2 separate regions of the Hordeum vulgare genome follow, and region 1 is linked to region 2. The links are chromatin contacts, called in public Hi-C maps. All regions are on one chromosome and are shown on one strand. The core of a region is the stretch at or near the end of the contact, and the rest is flanking DNA. Distances in the headings are between cores, read along the strand shown. Region 1 holds the start of LOC123449211 (protein NRT1/ PTR FAMILY 8.3-like). Region 2 holds the start of LOC123446734 (glutamate decarboxylase 1-like).

Region 1 (5,885 bases), core at 2,518-5,017, 260 kb before region 2:
CAATGCTGACATCCCCTTCAGTCAAAATGCACATTGAGGAGTCATTAGCACAATATATCAGCAGAAATAAGCACGTACTGGGACATCAGATGCACAACTAAGACAAGTAGGTTTGTAAACGTATGCGAAACATGCTAGTTATGTACGTATCATGTTAAGAAATATATCTAAACTCACTATGATGCAGTGTTCATACTCTTGTTATGAAATAGCCTCTATACGTGTGTTCGATAAAATAAGCTATATATGGGTGTTCGAGAAAAAGATAAGATCTACATGTCCACATTCACCTTGTCTATGGCTAACCCTTCATCCATCACGAAATACCAACGAAAATAGCACCATAACATGATTATTTGGCCCCGTATACATTAACATGTGTGAAGTACTAAACACAGCCCATTCAACTGAACCAATGGGAAAGAGAGTTTCTTTCCCCCAGTAAGAAATTTTGAGGTACATTTCGATGTGGTTAGTTGAAACTTACAAGAAAGTAAATAGTTGAGAAAACAGCAATAGTCCGATACTTTCCCCAGTAAGAATCTGCTAAGGTTGCTCCAATAAGTGGTGTGAGATAACAAGTTCCTTGCCAGGTCGTGAAGTTTCTAGCTGCAGACACATTGCCTTCATGCAGTCTTGTTGAAAGGTAAGTGACCAAACTTTTGGAGATCCCATAGTAGGCTAAGCGTTCACACACTTCAGTCCCTGTCACGTAACAAATAAACAAATGTCATGTGAATTTAACATTACATATAATCATAGAAGTACAAAGGGTATTCATTAAAGTCTATGTAAGCATTTGTGAGCTTAAGAGACTATGTTTGAGGATTTTTTTTTCCAGAATTCGGTCTATGTTTCATGATAATCTTGTATCCTTAAACATAAGAAAACATTTCCAATTCAATGAAGTGCAAGATTACAGTTTTGCAAGTCAACAAAGAATATATTTTCTTAAAGATGGTCTCACAGGAATCTTAATGGTTTTGTCCCAAACAAACAAGAGCGTTACATTACTCCCTAATGGAGATTTCTCAATGAATTATTACCAAGAATCAATGAGCATGCTCTCCAGTTGCCTGTATTGTGCTTTAAAATAGGGTGACCTCTGAAATCAACTGAGCCATCGCCTGTGTATTCATCAAAGTTCTGTGAAAAGTTTTGTGAATAAAACAAGTTGTTAATGGTTGATCTACAAATCATTTGACAAGTAGAAGCTTTTCATAGCTCCATCGAAGTCAGCAGAAAATGTAACCATGAAAAAGCTGTTGCGCGAAACGAAAAGAACACATACATTGGCAGAGGTTGTGAGCCTGTGACAGTGTGACAACGTGAATATTTGCATTTCTAAAAATGATTTGCCTCACTGAAAAATAATAATTGACCCCACAGATAAAATAAATCTAATATAGATCACTACAATTAATTGCAGAACATATGACCCAGCATTCTCATAGTGATCAATTATGTAAAGCATGTTTCCTAAAACTAGTACAGCAGAGGATGCCTGATTTTCTCAGAATCAATATGAGATGATGTCCTAGGAGGTGTCCATATGATCATCATATGTTGTTCAGACACATTTAATACCATCATGTACATTGTATTGATCCTTATCAAATTACTGATCAATAATTGTACTAGAAGTAGAACTAGCACACGCAGAATAAGAAGGAACTTTGTCCTTATTTTCATACGGACAGATTTCTTCCCAGATTAGTCTCAGAAGGACAGCATGAACATATAACAAGAAGGATAATGGGATGCCATGTTACCACCTTCCTGGTGAAGTACCTAGGGATCCCAGTGATGGTTCGCAAATTACCCAGCAAGCCTTCTAGGCAGCTGGTGGATTGGTTTGCAGGCCGCCTAACATACTGGAAAGCAGGCATGATGACTGGTCCTGGTCAAATCATTGTTGATGACTATGCACTTTGCTAGCTTATGGTGCCCCGAATCTACAAGAAGGTGCAAAAACATGTTGACAAGATTCTAAATGGGTTTCTCTGGACAGGGCCCTAGCTTCCATGGGACACCATTGTGGAACAAGGTGCTCTCATGGATCTGATTGACTGGGTGCCCTCCTGCCATTGGAGACGCGTTCATCGGCTTGTGCCACTAGGCCACAGGAGGCAAGGTTGTGTATCTGAGCAGAAGTGACTAGACTCCAAGCATCAGTAATGGAGGAGCTTAGCGCTTAAGGCTGTGGCACAGGTGGTTGTTGTGACTGGATACTTGTAACCATGTAAATACTTTTCCCATCTATCAGTGCATTGATATACAAAGCTTTGTGTTAACTCAAAAAGTAAAGGAAAAAAACATTGTGCATTCAGAATAAATGTAGATTCAAACGTGCAAAAAAGAGCTCCCAACATGCTTGATAGTTTAGGAGCATGTATGTATGCACAAGGCATATATCCTTGAGAAAAAATGCATGAAGTGGGAAAAAAAATTCTGAGATGCTCAGACCAAAGAGTTATCCATCTGGAAAATTCCAGCCATGGAGCAAATTTTCAACTTCATAAATGTTATGGAGTACATTATTTTCCAAAATGAATGACCAGTCTAAAGAGTTGAACATTTCACAGAGCAATTCCTGGTTGTTACTCAAGTACAGATTACTGCAGCTACAGTTTAAGAATTCTAGTACTAAAAGAGTATATTTTCCAAGAACACAAAGTAGGGAGTCATTACATGTTTCGATAGATTGGAAATGGATCCAATAGTTCAGATATGACAACTGGATAGAGAGACAGTGTACGTCCGATTGTCACTTTATAGTGTTTTTTATGGATAAAACAGTATAGCATAAAAAAAATTGACAATCATTTTGGATAAAACAACAGTAATCCGATATCCAATTTTCATCCTAGATGCATATAACTCCAAACTTTAGAATGTTCTACTTTCATTACGTAGTAATCTGGAATAGCCCATTGATCAATATTAGAAGTTTCTCCCCGCAGATAAGTTGATTGAAAAGACAGCAATCCATAATATAACGATCACAACCTTAACCTTCCAGTCAAACACGTTTATCGCATTCTATTCCATCGCTTTCAACCAAACCATCAAAGAACCTACCAGTCAAATTAACCATCCGACCTAACAAGCAAGAACATCAGCGAAGTTCACTTCGAACAGCAAATATTAATTTTAGGAAAAATAATTTGCTCAACTTCGATTTTAAGTGGTATAATCTGTACAAGTCAATAATTCTGCAGGCCTCAGAAGAATTGCGTGCTCCAAGCCTCCAATATAATCCATATACTACATCCAATTACGGGATACTATATCAGAAACTCGATAAAAAAAAGGGGGGGGGGGGGGGGTGTATACCGCAATCCTAAAGCGATTCGGCCGTTCCTAGCGAACCTGGCTGGGGAGTGCTTAAAGGGGATTGGGGAAATCCAAAGTCCAAACCCTATTCGGGATTCTTGAATCTTGATGGAACAAGCAAGCAGAACGACTAGAAATTTCATGGAGGGGGGATGAGAAGACGGGAGTACCTCCGGCGGCGTCGCGCGCACCAGCAGCATCCGTTCCTCCTCCTCTTCCCCTAGCGACGAACCCATGAATGCGGCTTGGGAAGCTCCGAGGGCTGTTTCCCTTCGAATAAAACTTGGAATGCTCGATGAACGGTGAGTTGACTCCTGCTTATTTGGAGACTTTGTGCAACCACCACCTTTACTTAATTACTGAAGCCAGAGAGGAGGCGACGGCGAAGCAACAAAGATAATCTCTGCTGCTGCCTCCGGCAGAGTAGCCATTAGTCTTCATTCTATTAGTGTATTGCATACATGCCCTCTCAAACTTATGTAATTGCAAAACTTTCTAATTAATGTTATCTTGTGAACGTTTCATGTGAGGGTTTTCCTAGTGAATGCCCCGAACTTGCTATGTCATACTGTTAGACTAGTCATAATGGGGATTAACTTCAACTACCAACATGCTATGTTACTAGTCTATGTTACTACCTTCATAAAGGGGTAACATATATGTGATGTCATACAACACTTTATTTTTTTAGCTTATAGACTCGTCTTGTTTTGATATGTGTGATGTTTTCCATAGTATGAATAACTAGCTATGTTACTCATTTCTTTCCTCATTAAATCATTGTCACATAAGCGAATTTACCGAGTTGGACCCGATGTTACTAGTAAAGTTACTCCCACTATGGACAGTCTTATACTAAGGCCTCCTCCGATTTATAGGATACGAATAGCATACAAATAGAAAAAAAAAACAAAGTAAGCGAGATGACATGCATTTAGGATGCGCTTGGTTGCTTGTACCAGGCCCGACCAGACCCCGCACGAGATGTTTTTGGGCTGTTTGGTTGGTCGGGTCGCATACAAATGTTAGTCCGAACGAAACTTAAGCACTCCTCAGCCAACTTCACTATGAACGGTCAAATCGACAGTTTTCAGCGAATCGGGCTGAGTCGAGCCACCTCTAGCGCTAGTGCTGGGTCCCCTTGCACGAGAGAATAGGGATGCAAGCTTTGGGCGTGGTTTCTTCTCCCTCCACTAAACTCCTCCCTAATCCCATTTTCTTCGTCCCTTCTAATCTACACAACAGTACTTTGAATTGAGATAAAGTCTATACGAAAAAGATGCACATCGATGTCATGATTTCATTCAGGCGATCGGTTCGTAGTTTCTTCAACCGTAAAGGCGAGGTGACCTTCCGAGGCGGTCATGGCGTCATGTGTGACAATGAGCAAAGAAGAGAAAGGGGAAGAGCAGAGGAAGAAGAAGCAGGGGAGAGAAGAGAACGAGAAGAGGGGGACGAGTCGGAGAATGATGTCGTGTCGCAGGGGCCGCTGTCGTGGTACCTCACCTACAAGTGTGCGGGCAACAAGGACCCCATCGGCTAGGTCATGAACGAGTACCAGATCTCCTCGCCGTCGCTCTTGAGCACGGTGCTCACCCGCATTAGATTGACCGTCGCCGCCAGGGAACATAGGAAGCGTCAGGCGGCCGACGCGCGGGTGCGTAAGGATCGAGGTGTTGGGAAACTTGGGAGCTATTTCGTCCCTGATTTATTTGGGATTTGTTAGAGCATCTCCAACAACCGCTCGCTAAAAACATTATTCAGCGCCGAAATAACGTTTTTAGTGCGTTGGAGAACGTTTGCTTCAATAGACGTTGTAAAATATGGCGTCCGATCCGACGCCCTCACCTGCAGCGAACAACGCGCATAATCCGACGTCTCAAATATGCACTCCGGTAGATAGCACACCCAACATTTACCGCGCGCTGACCTTTTTTATGTACGCTCTATTTTACAATATTTGCTGGAGCATTGTTTTTTGTCGCGCACAAGAACATTGATTTTTAACGTGCGAGATCTTTCTTGAACTCCCGTTGGAGATGCTCTTAACGAAGGTGTTGGGTTTTTCTTCTTCTCAAGCCGATGGTTGTGCCCTCTAGAGATACTAGCTTCAAGGCAATCCTTGCTGATGATGATGAGTCTCAAACTTCCGTTCACCGAAGTGTACCTGTACTTATCCATCACCAGTGTAACATTGTTGGATTGTTGGACTGTTGTATGGGCTCGAGATGAGCAAGGACGAGGTCGTCGTGCTCGGGTGCCACTACCGCGTGACGCTCCGGCACGTCTTCTATAAAGCACGCGTCGCGGTGAGCCGCCTCCTAGGCCGCGCCGGCCTCCCGCTCGGAGGCGCCTCCGTGCAGGACTTTCATGTACGACTACGTCAGCTACGCCCACAACTTCGACAACGGCGAAGTCGACGCAAGACTCTAGCTGCTCACTAGTGGAAAACGGGCCTTTTGCCTGGACCCTTTAGTCCCGGCCTCCCTCTGGACCGGGACTAAAGGCCCGGCCACGTCGCCCCAAATCGCAATGCCGTCCATGAGGCT
Region 2 (6,326 bases), core at 2,770-5,269:
ACAAATTTCCTTAATTTCAAAATGGCCAACATATGAAAGTTGCGCATATTTTGCAGATTTTCAACACCGTATTATACACCTCGTTCCGTGGGATGGTTTAAAAGCTGCAGCAAAAACTGTCCCAAAAAACAAAAAATTACAAAAAAACATAATTCTGTTTTTAGTAGATTTGAAATTACTCTCAAACCGTAAGGTATTTGAAATTTGGAATTACATGAAAAAGATTCGTCTCGACGATATCTTTCCAAATCCATATCATTTGCTTCATTCCGACGAGTGATTTAGAAAAAAAATGTAAAAATACACTCGCTGCAGCCCGTCATGCGCCCACCATTTTCTAAACTGCTTTTAAGCCTTGAGGAATCGTGAAAAATGTTCGACATGGGGATTTTCTGTAGCAATCCAACGGTATATTATACGTCTTATTCCGACAAACAATTTAAAGACTAGAGCCAAAACGGTGTGAGAAATGCGTGTGAAGTTTTTTTTTCTCGTGACACGCTCGAGTGCTTGTTTTGAAAATGATGTAGTGCATTACCGTTGAACGTGCAGTTGAAAAGTGTTAGCAGAATAACTATTCTGCTAATATTAGCAAAATAGACGGACTATATATATATATATATATATATATATATATATATATATATATATATATATCGCAGCCTTGTTGCAAACACACGAACACAACACCGAGATTTGTTAACGAGGTTCACCGATATGGCTACGTCCGCGGGGCATTGACTACGGGAGCTCCTCCCCGTGACACCGTCACAATACCGCACCTAGGCGTCGGTACACATCGTCGGCTCCCCCTGCACGCCAGTGATATTATGTTGGCATAGATTACATCGTGTGTCTAGCCCCGCTATATATGAGAGGCCTAGGATACAGGTGTCCTGCTTGTACACGACTCCATATCCTATCTAAACAATCATATCTAAACACAATACAACTACAAGTCCAACTGTAATCTATCTTGTGCAAAATATTCAACACAACTCTAACAAACTCCACCTTGACGAATATTCTCCACCACCTTGAATTCGTTCGTGCGTCGAACTTTCATGTACATTGGACTTGAACTTATCCAATGAGAACCGCTGCTACTCCAAAGACTCCATATGACTCCACCCGCAATTTGTAGTCCCTTCTTTTCTGGACCACAGTCAACGCTCGAGCGAAATTAAGTTCCACATTACTCTAGTTTTCTCTCCCAACTTTCAGATTATCCAACACCATCACACGCCCATCAGTGACCTGCATGAAAGTGAACAACTCACATATTGGGTCTCGCACATAAGAGTTACCCGAACTCAATATCACCGCTCTTTCTTGACCGCCTGTCTGAAGCTTGAAAGAATTTTGCCATTGCTTGTCGCCATCTCGAGTCAAATTTGTAGTCGTCTCACCACATGTATGACCACCAGTGCCCTAGCCCGTCCCCATGCCCGTGTGTACCGCACGCCTCATCGCTATTACCGCGTCAAGCCTCCGTTGTCCCAGTCAAGTCTCAAGGGTCGTGAACCCACACCACTCAACCCCCACTGTAGAGTACCACCGAGCATGACCGATCAATGACGAGTTTCACGCTTCCATCAGACCACTGGGCTCGAGTCCGAATTGTGTGTCACTCGCTTTTTTCCCACTAAATAGGCTTCGACTCTCTATGCACTTACGTCGTAGCCTCTCAATCAACACCGAGTGAAGTCCTCCATACTCCAGCTCCACCTTCAACATGACTCCATGCTAGATGATCAATCCACCCTCGCGCCCCGTCGACTTCAAGCTCTCATGTGCACCGTCTTGAAGCAACCCCGCGTCATAGTCTTGTTGAAGCCACACAAGCCCTCCGGGCCTACGCTACGTGTTTCCACGCCCAGAAGTCGGTCACCATCAGCATCACACTCCTATGTCGTCGTCGTCGATCCAACCACCGTCTTCTGTATCAACTGACTTGCGTCGATTCGTCAGACTGTCGAGTCCGACCCAGCCGAACTTATCGACTGTATGACACGCTCGAGGCTTCAAAATCGTCTTCCGTGAATCTCCATCCATAACATGATGATTCCATCTTAGCTGGCTTGACTTCCTGCAACAACGCCTTCAAGCATCCATGTTGTGCCAACAAATCCTTCATCAGTGTTTGCCATAACCCAAGGTTTTAGTTTCGTCGAACTTTTTCACCGATGTGTCGAATATTATGTACAAGTTAGGTTACAGTTGGACTTGTTTTCTCATTCTATCAATGAGGGGCGACATGTCCGGTTGGTTCAATCCATGATCCTTTTTTATTCCACGTCACATGAATTTTGAATAATAAAGCTTAATGATACCCCTAAAAAACAAATCAAAAAAAAAGTATTACTTTTCACCAAAAAAGGGCGCGACCATGAGATGAGATGTAGTCCAGAAAAGGTTGAAGCGACACGGTCGGTTCAAGCCAAACGGAGCGCAAAAAAGTCCTCGGATTCCTTGCTTGTTGGCAAGAAGCAAACGACGATGCACACCAGCAATTCAACCTGATCTCAAGCCCCAACTGGGGACGGCAGGCAGACGCGGCGCGGTGCCGTAGAATGTTTCTTCCAGTTGTAAACTGAACCGGAAAACCGCTGGCACCTCCCCTGGATGATTTTATTCGGCTGCTGCCTACTACCAGTAGCCGCGTCCCTTCCTTCTTCTTTCTGAGACTCCAGCGACAATATCGGGAGCTGCATGATTCGTAACTTGTACGGGCGATGCCCCTTTCGGTGGCTTCACACGGAACCACCGAAGTTTTCTGCGGGCGATGTTGCTGGTTCTGGTTGTGCGGCAGGGAATTCTTCATCTTGATTTGAGCACGTACGTCACGTCGTGCTATCTGCTAGAGTGCTACTGCCTAGCAGCATTAAACTGTTATTTCGACAGAAAATGGGGTTTTGTTAGCCTAAAATAGAGCATCAAGAGGGTACGTATATAACCTTTAACCTAGTAGTATCAGTTAGGCACGCAATTAGAAGAGCAAGAACACCATGGGTTTGGACATTTTCTATGCCTTGCTCCGTAATGTGTGGAGGTCAACATATACAGTATGTATGCATGTCGAGTCGAGCCCTTCCAAAACTTGCATGCATACGCGCCTGCTCTTGCGCGTTGAAGACGGCGAGCGGTGGGAACCAGGAACGGCGCGAGTCGGTGGGCACGAGGGACGGGAAAGGGGGAGGAATCCACTCCCTTCTCTTGGACGGCAAGACGCGCCGCGGGGAGGCGCGACTGGTGACGGCGGTTTCGCCTGGTCCGGGAAAGGAAAAGGGAAACCCGCGGCTGGCAGGGACGTCGGTCGGTGCTGGACGCGGTCACTGCACCCAGAGGGGGAAATGGCCCAAACGCACGCGAGAGAGTCGCGTATGTCATGTTAGATATGATCGATGTGCACCTTGTTTTGCCCATGGTTTTGTTCCATGGAAGACCGACTCTGCCCGTGCTCGGCGTGTACGGACATCACAAGTATATACCTCAACAATGTAAGCGGGGCAAACCAATTTATTATTGAATGGTTAGAAGGGCATTGATATCTTCAACCCATCTGATGCTTGTATCATTTCTGAATTTATTTCAGAATTTTCGACGATAACTTTCAGTGAAAGGAGACTTTCATGTCGATGACGACGAGATGCCTTGGTAAAATCTCAAGATGATATGCCGGTCCAGTCTGTCGAAGGTGCTCATAGGGATAGGATATGCCTGCGTCTGTACTGTGTTAAAAAAACAAGGAATTGAATTATTGTTTGACATTTTTGTTCGACCAAAAGATCTGTTGTTTGACACGAGTTTGAAGCATTGGAGTGGACAGGTCCAAGTCTAGCCACAAAGTTAAGGCAGGTGACGATCTGCTGGTGCTGCTCCTGCCTATTTCCCGGCACAAGACGAATAGTAGCAGCACTGGACCAGGCCCGAGGCTGACCAAGACCAACCCTCTCCTTCCTCTTTTGACCTTTCCTTTTCCTTTTGGGAGCGCGCGCGCGGCAATGGCAAACGCACCACCCCACGGAAGGCCTTCGTCTCGTCTTGCCCCCCTGCCCAAGAACTTCCATGTTTGCGCCCCCGCGTCGCCCCCTCGGCCGCGTATATATACCCGGGCTGCCGCCTCCGCCATAGCACACACCACCAAAGTCATCGCATCGTATTGCGCCTGACTGATTCAAGCAGTTCCAGAGCCAAGAGCGAGTAGCAGCCAGCCATGGTGCTCTCCAGGGCCGCCTCGGACACCGACGTGTCTGTTCACTCCACCTTCGCCTCCCGCTATGTCCGGTCGTCCCTCCCGAGGTATGCGCGCGCGCGCCTCTTGTTCTTGTTCGTTGCCTAATGGCGTGTTCATCGCCTAATGATTGGTGCGTGCGTGCAGGTACCGCATGCCGGAGAACTCGATCCCCAAGGAGGCGGCGTACCAGATCATCAACGACGAGCTGATGCTGGACGGCAACCCGCGGCTGAACCTGGCGTCGTTCGTGACCACGTGGATGGAGCCCGAGTGCGACAAGCTCATCATGGCCTCCATCAACAAGAACTACGTCGACATGGACGAGTACCCGGTCACCACCGAGCTCCAGGTGCGTATTCTCTGCTTCCAGCCGGGCCGTTGTTTCTCTTGTTATGCGTACTGACGTTGTTTCGGCATTGGCGCAGAACCGGTGCGTGAACATGATCGCGCATCTCTTCCACGCGCCGCTGGGCGAGTCGGAGACGGCCGTGGGCGTGGGCACGGTGGGGTCGTCGGAGGCCATCATGCTGGCCGGGCTGGCCTTCAAGCGGAGGTGGCAGAACAAGCGCAAGGCAGAGGGGAAACCGTTCGACAAGCCCAACATCATCACCGGCGCCAACGTCCAGGTTATTATATCGACAGCCGAGAACTCACAAGCCCAGCCATGCCCACATTTCAATTGAATTACTAATTCGTTTGGCACGTACTGTACGTCCGTGCAGGTCTGCTGGGAGAAGTTCGCGAGGTACTTTGAGGTGGAGCTCAAGGAGGTGAAGCTGCGGGAGGGGTACTACGTGATGGACCCGGAGCAGGCGGTGGAGATGGTGGACGAGAACACCATCTGCGTGGCGGCCATCCTCGGCTCCACGCTCAACGGCGAGTTCGAGGACGTCAAGCGCATCAACGACCTGCTCGAAGACAAGAACAAGCAGACAGGGTCAGAGCAGTAATACCATTACAAGAGCAGAGGAGCGACTGCTGAAACAAGAAACAGAGTCGCGTCATTTCGTGTGCTGAATGTAAATTCTTTGCAGGTGGGAGACGCCGATCCATGTGGACGCGGCGAGCGGCGGGTTCATCGCGCCGTTCCTGTACCCGGAGCTGGAGTGGGACTTCCGGCTGCCGTGGGTGAAGAGCATCAACGTGAGCGGCCACAAGTACGGCCTCGTCTACCCCGGCATCGGCTGGTGCGTCTGGCGCAGCAAGGAGGACCTGCCCGACGAGCTCATCTTCCACATCAACTACCTCGGCACCGACCAGCCCACCTTCACCCTCAACTTCTCCAAGGGCTCCAGCCAGGTGATCGCGCAGTACTACCAGCTCATCCGCCACGGCTTCGAGGTACCCATCTACCACCAATTCAAACATTCATCATGCCGGGGGAGGAGAGTTCATCCGTTGGGTGATCTGACTGACACGATCTATCCATTCCATCCCATGCAACAACGCAGGGGTACAGGAACATCATGGAGAACTGCCAGGAGAACGCCATGGTGGTGAAGGAGGGACTGGAGAAGACGGGGCGCTTCAACATCGTGTCCAAGGACGAGGGCGTGCCGCTGGTGGCCTTCTCGCTCAAGGACCACAGCCGCCACGACGAGTTCGAGATCTCCGACATGCTGCGCCGCTTCGGCTGGATCGTGCCGGCCTACACCATGCCGGCCGACGCGCAGCACGTCACCGTGCTCCGCGTCGTCATCCGGGAGGAGTTCAGCCGCACCCTCGCCGAGCGCCTCGTCATCGACATCGACACCGTCATGGCCCAGCTCGACGTGCTCCCCTCCAAGCTCACGCCCCCCGCCCTGGGGCTGCTGCCGGCCACGCTGCCCAAGACCGTCGCCAAGAAGACGGAGCTCGAGACGCAGAAGTCCGTGGCGGCGGCATGGAAGGAGTTTGTGCTCGCCAAGAAGACCAACGGCGTCTGCTAGTGCAAAATCAACAGCGTCCAAAATCCAAGCTACCGATCCAATATAGTAGTACTATTATGATTCGAGTAAAACTGCTATTATAGGTTGATTTATTAGGGGGAGTTTGTAACCAAAATTTTGCTGTGTCTTTTTAAGACTTGAGCTGTTGCGCTGCAATGATA

What was found. A called contact is a pair of places that touch in the nucleus more often than the background predicts.
Region 1: a Hi-C map of seedling shows a contact between it and region 2, with 5 times the contacts expected there. The contact joins the promoter of LOC123449211 here to the promoter of LOC123446734 in region 2. A contact is called at or near these places in 3 of 6 Hi-C or Micro-C datasets (leaf and seedling).

What each region holds. Positions count from the first base shown.
Region 1 is chr4H:514,707,925-514,713,809 of MorexV3_pseudomolecules_assembly, reverse strand. It overlaps LOC123449211 (protein NRT1/ PTR FAMILY 8.3-like), which reads right to left and starts at 3,767. Exons shown (of 5, transcript XM_045126348.1): 1 at 3,507-3,767; 2 at 1,047-1,146; 3 at 488-705; 4 at 1-15. The coding sequence starts at 3,572.
Region 2 is chr4H:514,443,471-514,449,796 of MorexV3_pseudomolecules_assembly, reverse strand. LOC123446734 (glutamate decarboxylase 1-like) reads left to right here and starts at 4,019. Exons shown (of 6, transcript XM_045123285.1): 1 at 4,019-4,302; 2 at 4,382-4,586; 3 at 4,663-4,863; 4 at 4,960-5,174; 5 at 5,272-5,578; 6 at 5,689-6,326. The coding sequence starts at 4,217. The coding sequence ends at 6,165.